Linked DNA regions of Hordeum vulgare: region 1 is linked to region 2. The links are chromatin contacts, called in public Hi-C maps. All regions are on one chromosome and are shown on one strand. Each heading gives the region's core, a stretch centred on a gene start, on an enhancer-like site or on the middle of the called end of the contact. The rest is flanking DNA. Distances are from core to core; before and after follow the strand shown. Region 1 holds the start of LOC123397218 (non-specific lipid transfer protein GPI-anchored 2-like). Region 2 holds the start of LOC123452648 (type I inositol polyphosphate 5-phosphatase 4-like).

Region 1 (6,258 bases), core at 1,466-3,965, 280 kb before region 2:
TTGAAGATGCTCTGAGGTATTCACTATAACCTATATTTGTATCATCAAATGATAAGTGTGCATGTGTTGGCATGGATTTAAGATTTCAAAAACAAAAGTTGTGGTTACAAAAGAGGACAGCTGAGTGACGGATCAGCGTTGTCCATGGACGCATCTGAAACGTTTGGAGGGTTAGATTTGACTACTCTAGTAAGGGCAACTCTAACCGATACCTATTGGGCGTTAGAGCAACATAATTTTGTTTTTTCTCCTCTAATGTGCATCTTGCCAATCCCCAATGGCCGTTAGCGGAGGATAAATTATCCCCCCGACTGCCGCACCCTAGATGGCTAAAGTCCACTAGCCGAAAGCATCACTAGCCGTTTGAATCAGCAAGGACCACCTTGCAAGGCTAAATACTCCTGGGTGACCGATAGCGAAGTAGTACCGTGAGGGAAAGGTGAAAAGAACCCCCAGTGGAGAGTGAAATAGAACGTGAAACCGTGCTGAGCTCCCAAGCAGTGGGAGGGGAAAGTGATCTCTGACCGCGTGCCTGTTGAAGAATGAGCCGACGACTCATAGGCAGTGGCTTGGTTAAGGGAACGGAACCCACCGGAGCCGTAGCGAAAGCGAGTATTAATAGGGCGATTGTCACTGCTTATGGACCCATCATTGGTGTTGACTTTGTATACTATTCCGTTGTAGTTGTAAATACACGATCTTTTCGTAGATCCATTGTAATCTTGAAATTCTATAAAAATGAAAACAATAACTTTAGTCGCCTTGGAAAGCGATATGAGGTGCTCGGAAATGGTTGAAGTAATTGAATAGAAGGATCACTATGACTATAGCCTTTGGTAGAGTTCCTAAAGAAGAAAATGATCTATTTGATACCATGGATGACTGGTTACGAAGGGACCGCGCCTATCCCAATCCTATTTTTTTACTTCACCGCTACCGCTCCGAGCAAAACTCTCGTGCCTTTGGTCGCCTCTCCCATGTTGCTCCTGTGTTGCCTCCCTTGGCCCTGGCCACCCTTCTGTCCGACACGAGACGGTTCTTCCACTGTCGTCGTTGCCAGAATCGAGGTGAAATGCCGCCATTGTCACCATAACCGATTCATCAGATTGACAACATTTTTCTTCCACTTTGACGGCTGCTTCTCCAGACCTTGCTTTTGCACCGCTGCATGTCATTTCCACACTTCACCACCTATTGGTTTGGCGGAAATGACGGCAACTGCCGATGCATCACCACCACGCCGCAAGTGTTCGATGAATTGACTAGGTGAGTTTCTTGCACGTTTCTTTTTAAACCGAGACGTATGGATTGAACCTACACATTTGAATTATAGGTGAAGATGTTTTTTTTAAGATCCGATGAAGAGGTTGAGGAAGATTGTTTTGGAATACTCGTCGTCATCCAAAGAGGAAGAAGACCAAGAAGACTTTGGATTCGGTTTTTAAACTATGTTCATGATTTTCTTGAACATCTATATTTACCTTTAGTTTCTATATGTGTGCTGATACGTAGTTATAATGTACACTAGAATTGCATAAGTTTAGAAAAGTCAATAATTAGGGGATTGGCTAGGTCATATCAAAACTTGATGGAGTATAAATAGTCCACTAAGAGTTTACTTCCCCGGATCCTCATTTATTTATAGGGACCGGTTAGAGTTGTCCTAATGGATCCTCTGGGTGCAATGAGACCTCCTGTTCTCCATCATTCATTCAAGCCTTGCTCAAAAGCCCCCCCCCCCCCCCCCCCCCCTCAAAAAAAACGTTCAAGTTTAACGGGGTCTCGGCCTCTGCTATTTCCGATCGTCCATTTACAGTGCCCGGGGCCAATTCAGCAGTTGTCAGGGTCGACGAATCAGAGCTATTGCCACGACGGCGACGGCGACGGCGACGGCCATACTTGTGCTTCCTGCTCTGTTGACGTTCCCGTAGGAGCCCTGAGGCGTCGGAGCGGCCTTGGATCCCGACCCTGCGTCAGATCCAGAGACACAAAATGGTGCTTCGATTAGCTCAGTATGATGCGCTCCGATCAGCTCCACGAGCCTACTCCAAAAAAATATATCTGCAGGAGGTTCTGCACGTACCTGCAGGGGCAACGTCCGGATCGTAGGGCGCCGCCGGAGAAGACATCGGAGCACCCATGGCTGCACGAATGGCACGACGTTATCTTCTGCTCGTGGTGTTGTTCGTGCTTGCGAAATGTGAACTTACCGTCGCACTGGCTGGCGGGCGGGGCCTGGACCCTGCACGCCGCTGGCATCTGCAGCGCGCGGGCGCCGTCCAGGGCGACGCCGAGCGTGGCCGCCGTGCCGCCGAGCACCGCGCAGAGGCACCGCGGGCTGGACCGCAGCACGCCCGACACCGCCGCGCAGCACGGCTCCCCGGGCGCCGTCGCGTTGCCCGACATGTAGCCCATGCAGGGCGACAGGCTCACGAGCTCCGGCATGCACCCAGAGCCCCCGCCACCGCCTGAGGGCGCCGGGGCCGGCGCCTGCGCCTGCGCCGTGCACCGACACGCCAGCAGCGCGGCTGCCACTGCCAGGACAAGGCCGAGCAGCGAGACGCCGTGCTGACACGCTCCCATTGGGCTTGGCGTGGTTCCTGCTCGCCTTCTATGCGCGAACTGTGAGTGCACTGGCACGGACAGTTCTCTTATTTTGTAGCAAGAACCAGTCTCGTTCTTGACACTGACAGACCATGGTCCATGATACTCCATAGGTATTCGCCATTGTTAGGTTGGTAGCGCCGCACCGGTAAGCCCAGGCTTTCCATACGTATTCGCCATTGTTCGGTCAACTTCTCGCCAAATCTTTGGACTTCGTTTTCATGGCGAGTCAGTCGGAGTCTCCAAGACAGAGAGAGCAGTGCACCTGCAAACTTTGTGGATTCATCTGGTCACAATCCCAGCTACCTGACGTCCTGATCACCTAAACGCATCAGCACAAGCGGTTCGCGCAACCACCATGGCCAAACGCTCATCTACCACCTGGAACATTCTTATTTCTTAACCACACACACGAGAGGCGCCGTCAACCAGATGCATATATAATGGCGCGAAACCGCGCGGGATCCTGCACAGTCCAATTTGCTCCTTCAAAAACCTTTGTACATTTCAGTTGTATGATCAGGCTATGAAACGTGACGGTGCGATGGGCGTGGCGGCGGCGATGGTGCTGGTGCTGGCCGTGGCCGTGGCCGTGCTGCCGGCGGCGGTGTCGGGGCAGGCGGGGGTGGCGACGTCGTGCACGGCGTCGCTGATCAGCACGTTCACGCCGTGCCTCAACTTCGTGACGGGGAGCACCAACGGCGGGGGGTCGCCGACGCTGCAGTGCTGCAGGGCGGTGGCCGGGGTGGTCCGCACCGGCGCCGACTGCGCCTGCCTCATCCTCACCGGCAACGTGCCCTTCGGCCTCCCCATCAACCGCACCCTCGCCATCTCCCTCCCCAGGGTCTGCAAATCCATCTCCGTCCCGCTCGTCTGCAGAGGTCCGTTTCCACTTGCAACAATTTCTGTTCACTGCACAGACTGAGCTCTGATTGACGAAAAAAGTTCTTAAACCTTTCCATTTTTTGTGATCTGCAGATACAGCGACGCAGATCCCAGCTCCAGGTAACTTAATTCTTCTTGCTTAGGCTGCCATTGCCATTGTACTACTGAGTGAAAATTACTGAAGCTGATTAACACTGAACCATGAACTTGCAGGGCCAATTGCATTTGCTCCGGCGCTGCCCCCTCTGCGTAAGTATCTTCGACGGCCTTCTGCTCTTACCGTAAGCGTATCGAAGTTGCAAACTAATTCGTTTGTCTGAATATACGATTTTCAATTCTGCAGCAGCGTTGCCGCCGGAGTCGTCGGTGGATGAGACGGCGACTTCGCCGGCGGTGGAAGCGCCGCCGGTCATGCAGGGGCAGAGGCCGGTGGTGGTGCCCAGCTCGGCGTGGAAGGGCGCCCGCACTCCCTCCGTTCTTCTGGTTGTGGCTGCATCCATTTTTGTTCTGATTACGTAGGTTGTACACGTGGACCTGTAGGATGCCCATCTCTGGGAAATGTCTGGTTTTCACCGCAAAAATACATGTGTTTGTCTTGATGACTTTCAGCTTACCTTGTAACAATTTTTTTCTTGCGGGATCAATATGACATGATTAAGGAAGAACAATTACTAAGGACATCTCCATCGCTAATAATTTTTTGCAGATGGGATCAAAATGACATGATTATGAAAAAACAATTATATGATTAATTATGAAAGACCAATTACTAACGACGTATCACGCTAGTTCCTAAACCAGCAAATGTCTTTTGTTAGGGTCTAGCGTGAGATGCCATTAGTAATTGTTCTTCCATAATCATGCTCCGTTCCTTATACGTCCGCGGATGTGTCCGGACACGCCCGCAGACTCATCCAAAAAGCCCCTCTTCCTGCCTGCCTTTACATATCTTAAATCTGGACTCTTAAATTCAAGCAACTCCATGCACGTCGATTATACACGTCAAGGTCTCATGTAAATAACAAATGTTTGGTAGCGAAAATAAATAGTGTCTATATAAAAATTATTTAAAGTGCAGAACTCAATCACCAACTCTTTTATTTTCATTGTAGGTCCACATGATCCACATGAGCATCGGAATTCATCGTTTCTCTTAAAAGATAAAAAAAATCTAGGTTGGACAATGTGTCGAACACATAGAGTGCAAGGGGGAGCTCGGGAGTTGCTGAGCGTATCGTGGTGGCGTCTGGAACGGCGACGAAGACGAGAGACGTGAGTGTTGTGCCGGTGCTGGCGACACGGGCGCTCGAAAGGCTGCGGAGCGCGTGCGGTGGCGGAGCTACGAGACAGACAATGCGGAGGAGGAAAAAAAAAGAGGAGGGAGCAATTGAATCCGGTAGGCCGAGGGGATAGATTTGATGCAATTTGCGATGGGTCGGGCTGTCAGGTCCGACATGGCGGACGCGTCTAGGCGCTCGAGCGCCTCATATTCGCTTTATATTTAGTTTGTATATGAGGGGTGTCAATCAGTTGAGTATTTGAGGGCCGTTTAAGATCCTGTCTGCATCGGTGTTTCACAACCGAACACTGGCCGGACAGCCTGTCCAAACATTGAGACGGATTTAAAAGGTCGGACAGTAGATACTCTAAGTTCCATATGAACAAAGGGTTAGGATCGTTTCAGTGTTTTTCCATTCAAGATGGATCCTGTCTGTGAAGGTGTGGTTGGTGTGTGGGCCCTGCATGATAATATCAGGACCATCTTCTATGCACGTGCATATTATACTAGCATTTTTTCCTGGTCGGTCTATCGGTCAATTCTTACTTCATTTTGGTCAACTTTTTATACATTCACAAATTTTAAGATAAATTTAAATTTCAAGCAATTGCGCAGGTCTGCACAACACATATAACGCTGTATTATGTTGGAATTTTTTTTCCATTCAGTTTTCCAGTCAATTTATTATTTCAACTGGCTTTCGTTCTATTAAAATAATTTAGAATTTCTCTGAAAATATTCAGGATGAGTCTGAAAAAATGTTCACAAATTTTAAGAAAGGTTCAAGAATTTAAAAAATGGTTATAAATAAAAAATGTGTTCAAAAATATTAATATATTTCCACAAGTGCTAAAAAGGTTCAAGGATTTTAAAAGTGTTCATGGTTTCAAAAACAATTAGATTTTTCAAAAATGGTCATTTTTTTAAATGCTTGATGTTTTAGGAAAAGTTTGTGAACTGAGAAATTGCTCATGAATTTTAAAATATTCACATATTCGATTTTTTTCATGATTTTAACTATAATCCTAAATTTAAGTAATTATTCGTAAATTAAACATATTCACAAATTTGAAAATAGAAACAAAAATATAAAAAAACATAAATGAAATAAAAACTGCTGAAAAGTAAACAAAACAAACGGAACCTCCACAAAATCAGAAGGATCATCCTACATAACAGGCCCAATAGCACCAGTGGGTTTCACATTTGCTAACTATCTCCTTGGTATCTGTCTAATATGAATTGTCAAAATAACCGTTGGACAAAAAAATATAAAGAAAAACATAAAAATGAAAATAAAAAAAGATACAGACAAAATAAAAAAAACTACTGAAAAGTAAACAAAACAAACGGAACCTCCATAAAACAGAAGGATCATCCTACATGACAAGCCCAATAGCACCCGTGGGTTTCACATTTGCTAACTATCTCATTGGTATCTGTCTAATATGAATTGTCAAAGTAACCATTGGACAAAAAAATATTAAAAA
Region 2 (5,870 bases), core at 2,430-4,929:
CTCCAGTTATGTGTTTCAACCAGAACTTTTGCTGACGAGTATGGAAGAGAAATCCGGTAATTCAAATCACCAAGCCATAAGATGCGGCTGCAATTAGAATGAAAAATAAGTTAGCAATAATTTTTCTCTAGCTTCCACATTACTATGTTGCATAAGGAAACATACTCATGCTCAAGAATTGTTTCCGGTGACTTAACATCGCCACATCCACGGACACGAGGAAACCTTGTCTTCCTTAAGATCTCCATGACATCAGAATTTCTGCGCAATTCATCTCCCTCCTTTTCGCCAGAGGTCAAATGACAACAGACAAAACAGAAGGTTGTATGATGCAAAGACATGCTTATTGATATAGAACCCTGCAGTAAGTGAAAAGGAGTTTGAGCATTTATATATAGTATATAATAAGCTAATAACAATGAATCTTACAAGATTATTGAATTGAAATCAAATAAGTGCAACTTATACAATGTACATCATTTTACCTTATTTCCAAGATAACCCATTAATCCTCTACCCACGCAGGAAACTTTCAGGTTTCGAATATCATCTCTTATTTCACTGCGTACCCAAACTGTGAGAAATATACCAACCATCTGTTTGCTGGCAACCAAACAATACCTGGTACAACCACAATATTTGTGTTACTGCACAAACTTAATAAAAAACATCATCATGAAGTTAGGAGTACAACTACTGAGCACAAATATTTGTAGATCATTTTAATTATGTTCACAAAAGGAACTTAGAGAAACAAGTAAATGTGAAATTTAATGCAACATGCCAAAAGATAATATAATACCTAGAAGCATTTGGCTGCTCATCATCTTCTTCCATGGGTGCTGAAGTACCATAACCATATGGGAATGGTGAAAAATATGCTCCATTACTTATATCCTCGTCAATATATTCATCGCCTGGTGATCCAATACACTGGAAATTTCCATCAAAATCACTTGGTCTGCCTCCTATGTTAACTGGGTCACAAACACTAAACCTGCGGTCCAATCTTGGTTGTGAGAACATATCATTTCCTGAAACCCTTAAACTCCGACTAAGGTTCTGGAATGACCGACGGTGGAAAAATGATGAGCTATCCTGTCTTCTCAATGATCCCTCAAAATCAGCATCTAGTTCCACAACCGGATCAGGGACAGGGGATGGAGTGCGATAGCCACCATGACTGCTAGGCCCAGGGTTCTTGTTCAGTGTCCTCCTAATAAGCGATACCCACTTCTTTGCTGGAACATTGTCTTCGGTACCAAGAACATTTCCAGCATTCAAAGGAACAATTTCTTGAAATCTGCAAAAGGTTGAAAAGTATCGTTAGAGGACATAGCTCAAGAGCACAATATTTAATGTACAAAATTTACAATATGAAGGCCTCAGAGGTTTTGACAGTCCATACCCGAGCACATAGATATCAGCAGGAGGTGAAGAATGGAGCCAATCATCTAAATCTAACCCCCTTGATGGGCATTTACCACCAACATTCCAGGTCGAGGCAAAGATTCTGCACAGATAAGGAAGCAAAATAATGTTAAACCAGAATGCACCAGCAAAGTAAAATTGCGAAAACTAACTGTGGTAACTATGATCTGAATAATATGAACAGTATTGCATCGAATACCCTATTACTACAAGCAAAGAAATACAGACAGTGAACAGGCGGTACCTGTAATCTTGAGCTTCTGTGAGGCGTGACACATCGAACTCATTCCTTGATCTGCGTACGCGATCGACATTCCGCTTCAGCGACCGTTCTGCAGTAGGCCCATAAGGAACAACATAAACAGAGTAATGAACAATCAGATAAGTCGGGTTGCTCCAAAAAAAAAAAAAACAATCAGAGGAGTTGATTGTCTAAACTTATATCAGTTTGGCAAAGGAGGCATAGCAGGTAAAAAGAGAGCTCTGACCAAGCAGCAACAAGGAAAGAAAAGAGGTAGCTGCGATTTTGATGTCCGAAGAAAGAGAGAGGGGGAGAGGGAAGCGTGGTCCAAACGCTTTAACTGTACCGGTTCTGCTTTTCTTGGCAGCGCCTGCGTCCCTCTGCGAGCAGCTGGTCCTCGGTTCATCACCACCATCCCGTCCTGCGTCACTAACACAAATTTAGCCATAGACCAAAGAGAGACAGCAAAAATGCAAAGGAAAATGAAAGATTCTTCAGTAGTTCTTCATCTCTGGGATCAAAAGTAGAAACCTGACCGCGGTAAAAAGAAATGACATGAGAGGCATACAACAAAAATCCAGGCAGCCCCGGACAAAGAAAACATCTGCTGCGTGCGTCGCTTGGGAAAAAGGCGTGTTGATTGGGACGTTCTAAGTACTTGGACACCATTGATTTCGGACGAGGGAAGAACTGAGGCTTGGAGGAGGCCGCGTCCTATGTGAAGAAAACTAAACTCTGTTGGATGGGGACCCGACTGGTGGTAATGCGTCTCTGAATCAATGCTTGGAACATGGACCGGAAACGTCCGACGGAAGTGAGAAATCACAGGCACGAGCAAGATGATGATGATGGTGATGATGGGAATGTGAAACCGCATTCAACAAAGGGGAACCTCCCTAGACCACACGGCAGCGGATGAGCAACCAGCTCGACGGAAGCAACGCAATGCAAGAAAAGTATAGTACTCCTAGGTGCCTGGAGCTAGCCTGTACTGCACCCTTGATTAATTCTGCTAGAACTTTTAAATCCAAAAGGCTATCGCAATAAATCCTTGAATAGGAAAAATGAACCAAATCCTTGGGTGAAAGGGGGGATGTTTACCTTGCTGGGTGGCGGCGTCGTAATCCGCGTGGAAGTCCTGCGCCTTGCCCTTGATGTTGAACCACTTCCTGACGAGGGATTTGGACCAGGAGACCTGCGCGTTGAGAGACGAATCAGCCACCGAAACCGACCGACGGCGGCGAGAACATGAATCGCAGCTCGGGGCCCAGATTGGAGCGGGCAGGCAGGCACGCACGCACCTTGCTCTTCTTGTTGATCTCCTCCCTCATTGCTGTCTCATAGCAAGGCGGAGAGGGCGCTGAACCTGGAGCAGCAGGACCGAATTTATCCACGCCGGACTGACGCCGCCCCCGACTCTATCTTCCCCTCTCCTCTCCCCTCTGTGCTCTGCTATGGAAGGTGTGGCCGCGCAAGAAAAGCTCTCCAAATCTGGAAGGGGCCGATTTGCCTCTGGGTTCCACGGAATCCCGGACCCCGAACAGGGCAAGCCCCCCAAATCTCGGACCAAATCGAGCGCCGCCGCCGCCAATCTGGCCTGCCGCTGCCGGGGATGACGCGCGAATCCTGCTCAACCACGGCCAAGAACCGCCCACCCAGCGGAACCGAGGAAGCAATGCCGGTTGAACCGGCGACGGCGAGCTTGCTTGGGTTTGGGTATGCCCTGAACCGAATCACACTGGAGGGAGGCTCGTGGCCGGGGGCGTTACTGAAGTGAAGGCTAGTGGTGCTGGGAGTTGGGTCTAGAGTGGTGCTGCGGGCGAGGGCGAGGGCGAGGCTTGTATGTATGCGGCGAGGCGGGCGTACTGGTAGTGGTCGGTGTGCAACACACAAGCAGCCAGCAGAAAAGCCGAGGAAAAGAAAGAAAATGGCGTGTCCGGTTGCGGCGAGGGCGAGGGCGAGGGCCAGAGACTGCGGGCTTCCTGATCACCCTCGTCTGCTTTCGCTCGCTGGAGCCCTCCCTTTTATCCTCTCCCTCTCTCCTCCCCCTCTGCTCTGCGTTAGTGCTCCTGCTAATGCCGAGCTTATATAATCTACTGTGCTGCAATCGGGCTCGGGACTCGGGAGGAGGAAAAGGTGGGCATGCACGGCCAGCACGGGAGGGGGGGAAGGGAAGGAGATGGCAGCTGGGCGGTGCAACGTAGGCTAGCCGTGGGTGCGTGGGCATTGGTGACATGCCATATACCGCGGGTCATGTCTTTCCCAAAACGAAAACGGTGATTTCGTTTGATGCACAATTGCCGGATGGGGAGCGCGTCTGTACCCCACCGTCAGTGAGGCAGGCGGACGGGTGCGCGTCTGCACGTGCCAGTTTCCATTTCTCTGGCCGTGTCCTCTCCCGCTGGCGATGACGGGCGGGACCCACGTGGCGCACGGGCCCGGCACCAGAGTTTTTACTGCTCCGTGCTTCTCGCGCCGAGGGAGGGAACCGTTCTTCTCCCTCGCACACTTTCTCGCCGTGGACGCGCCGCGCACGTGCGCGTGCCGGTGCTTCCATTTTTTTTTTTGGCGCAACTTCTCGTGTAAAAACTAAAAACTCCTCGGTTTATTACATCCATCCATCGATCAACGCTGTTAAGAGCTAGGTTTCATCACCTCCTCCCAACACGATCGACGCACGGTCTGAACGGGCAAGTTTTACTGACCGGGTTTTTCTCTGGGTTTTCCTCACGACCCTCAAAGGTGAAAGGTACCGTCTCGTTGATTTCCTACTTACTTCTAGTAACGGGAGAACATTTTGCACCGTTGATTAGCAAGAGACGTACGGTGGCTTTCAAAGCAGGCTGTGACCAAACCTTGGACGCATGCGCACAAAAGGTTACCCCTGAACAATGCCTCGGTCGGACCTGGCACAGTGGCGCCGAGATGAGATCGGCAGGGTTGCGCTTGCGCACGATAAAAGGTACTAGAAGTACTACAGAATCAGCACACACTTCGTGGAAGCAGCTGTTTGAACTTTGCTTTTACTGAAGCAAGCGGGCGGGCGAGCGAGCTTGGTATTAGACGTCGGGCATGGTGTCCATGGATATGGACGGATAGCTGCTTTGCATGCATGCGACCCCGGCTTTATGGGTCTACGTGTTCGATAGCGTGCATGTCCCATGGTATCAACCTTTTCTCTACAAGAACAAAAAGCTTGGTATTTGCCCGTACGTTTGTATTCACAAAGGGGTTTTATTATTATTATTATTATTATTGCGGGCTATTCACAGAGGTACTTGCAAACCGGTGCGTGCATGCATGCGTCTACGCACACCCAGAAATGAAAGCCACGTATGGTTTCCTCTGCGCAAATATGCAAAGATTTCAGGGGTTGGGTTTACGTGGCGCACACTAGCTAAGCTGGCCGAAGAGAAAGGAACCCCGGCTCGTGGGCTCTGCTGGCTCCTGCCCTGCGGCCCCGGCCCTGAGCGTGGTGTTTTTCCTTGTCGCGTCGGTATGTGCGTGCGTGTACCCGCCGCTTCCGTTTGGTTTTCTCCCTCGATCGACGCCTCCGCCGGTGGTGCCACAGCCGCACAGGCCACACACGCGTGCGTCACACACCCTGACGCCGACAAGGCTGTTGCTATCCATACTACCATTCTTCTTCTGGCACGCACTTCCCTGGATGCATGGCGCGCGACCGTGTGCATACATGTTGCAGCGTCGTGTTCTCCGTCCTGACCGTCTATCATTCTCAGGTTGTATCGGTCTTTGGTCGATCGACGATGGGGGCTCCTCGCACGCAAACCACCGATGAATGGGTGCATGCGTGCGCGTGCGTACGTGTGCATTGCTTGCATGCCATGGCTGCATTGTCTTTCCAAAATGATTTCGTGACAACGACATCCTGCCTCATTTACGTGGCTGGCTGCTCCCGGATGAAAGAAAGAAAAAATGACCCAACCAGAACCAAAAGCAGCCTGTAGGGTTATCGTGTAAATTCTTGGTATAAAAAAATTAAGAATGTTTATATTTAATACAAATGTGCCTAGAAGATGAAGGGAATACGTAGTACAAAATTTCTTTATGCAGTGAGTACGCAGTAAAAAGATCTGAAATAAATTATCAATTCATAACGACGGATGGTTTCAGGTCTGAACGGGTTCGGGTTGGATCGATAAAGTCTCATGAGAGGTTTTTTCTCCGAAATTTCTTT

What was found. Hi-C and Micro-C count contacts between places; a contact is called where the count stands out from the background.
Region 1: a Hi-C map of leaf shows a contact between it and region 2, with 5 times the contacts expected there. The contact joins the promoter of LOC123397218 here to the promoter of LOC123452648 in region 2. A contact is called at or near these places in 3 of 6 Hi-C or Micro-C datasets (leaf and seedling).

The regions. Positions count from the first base shown.
Region 1 is chr5H:545,340,630-545,346,887 of MorexV3_pseudomolecules_assembly, reverse strand. It overlaps LOC123397218 (non-specific lipid transfer protein GPI-anchored 2-like), which reads right to left and starts at 2,715. Exons shown (of 3, transcript XM_045091853.1): 1 at 2,211-2,715; 2 at 2,084-2,143; 3 at 1,744-1,968. The coding sequence starts at 2,715. The coding sequence ends at 1,841. LOC123398799 (non-specific lipid transfer protein GPI-anchored 16-like) reads left to right here and starts at 3,067. Exons shown (of 4, transcript XM_045093254.1): 1 at 3,067-3,485; 2 at 3,583-3,609; 3 at 3,703-3,738; 4 at 3,833-4,097. The coding sequence starts at 3,131. The coding sequence ends at 4,008.
Region 2 is chr5H:545,065,834-545,071,703 of MorexV3_pseudomolecules_assembly, reverse strand. LOC123452648 (type I inositol polyphosphate 5-phosphatase 4-like) reads right to left here and starts at 3,679. Exons shown (of 13, transcript XM_045129347.1): 1 at 2,974-3,679; 2 at 2,774-2,867; 3 at 2,019-2,093; 4 at 1,676-1,763; 5 at 1,409-1,513; 6 at 803-1,303; 7 at 486-621; 8 at 166-359; 9 at 1-87. The coding sequence starts at 3,003.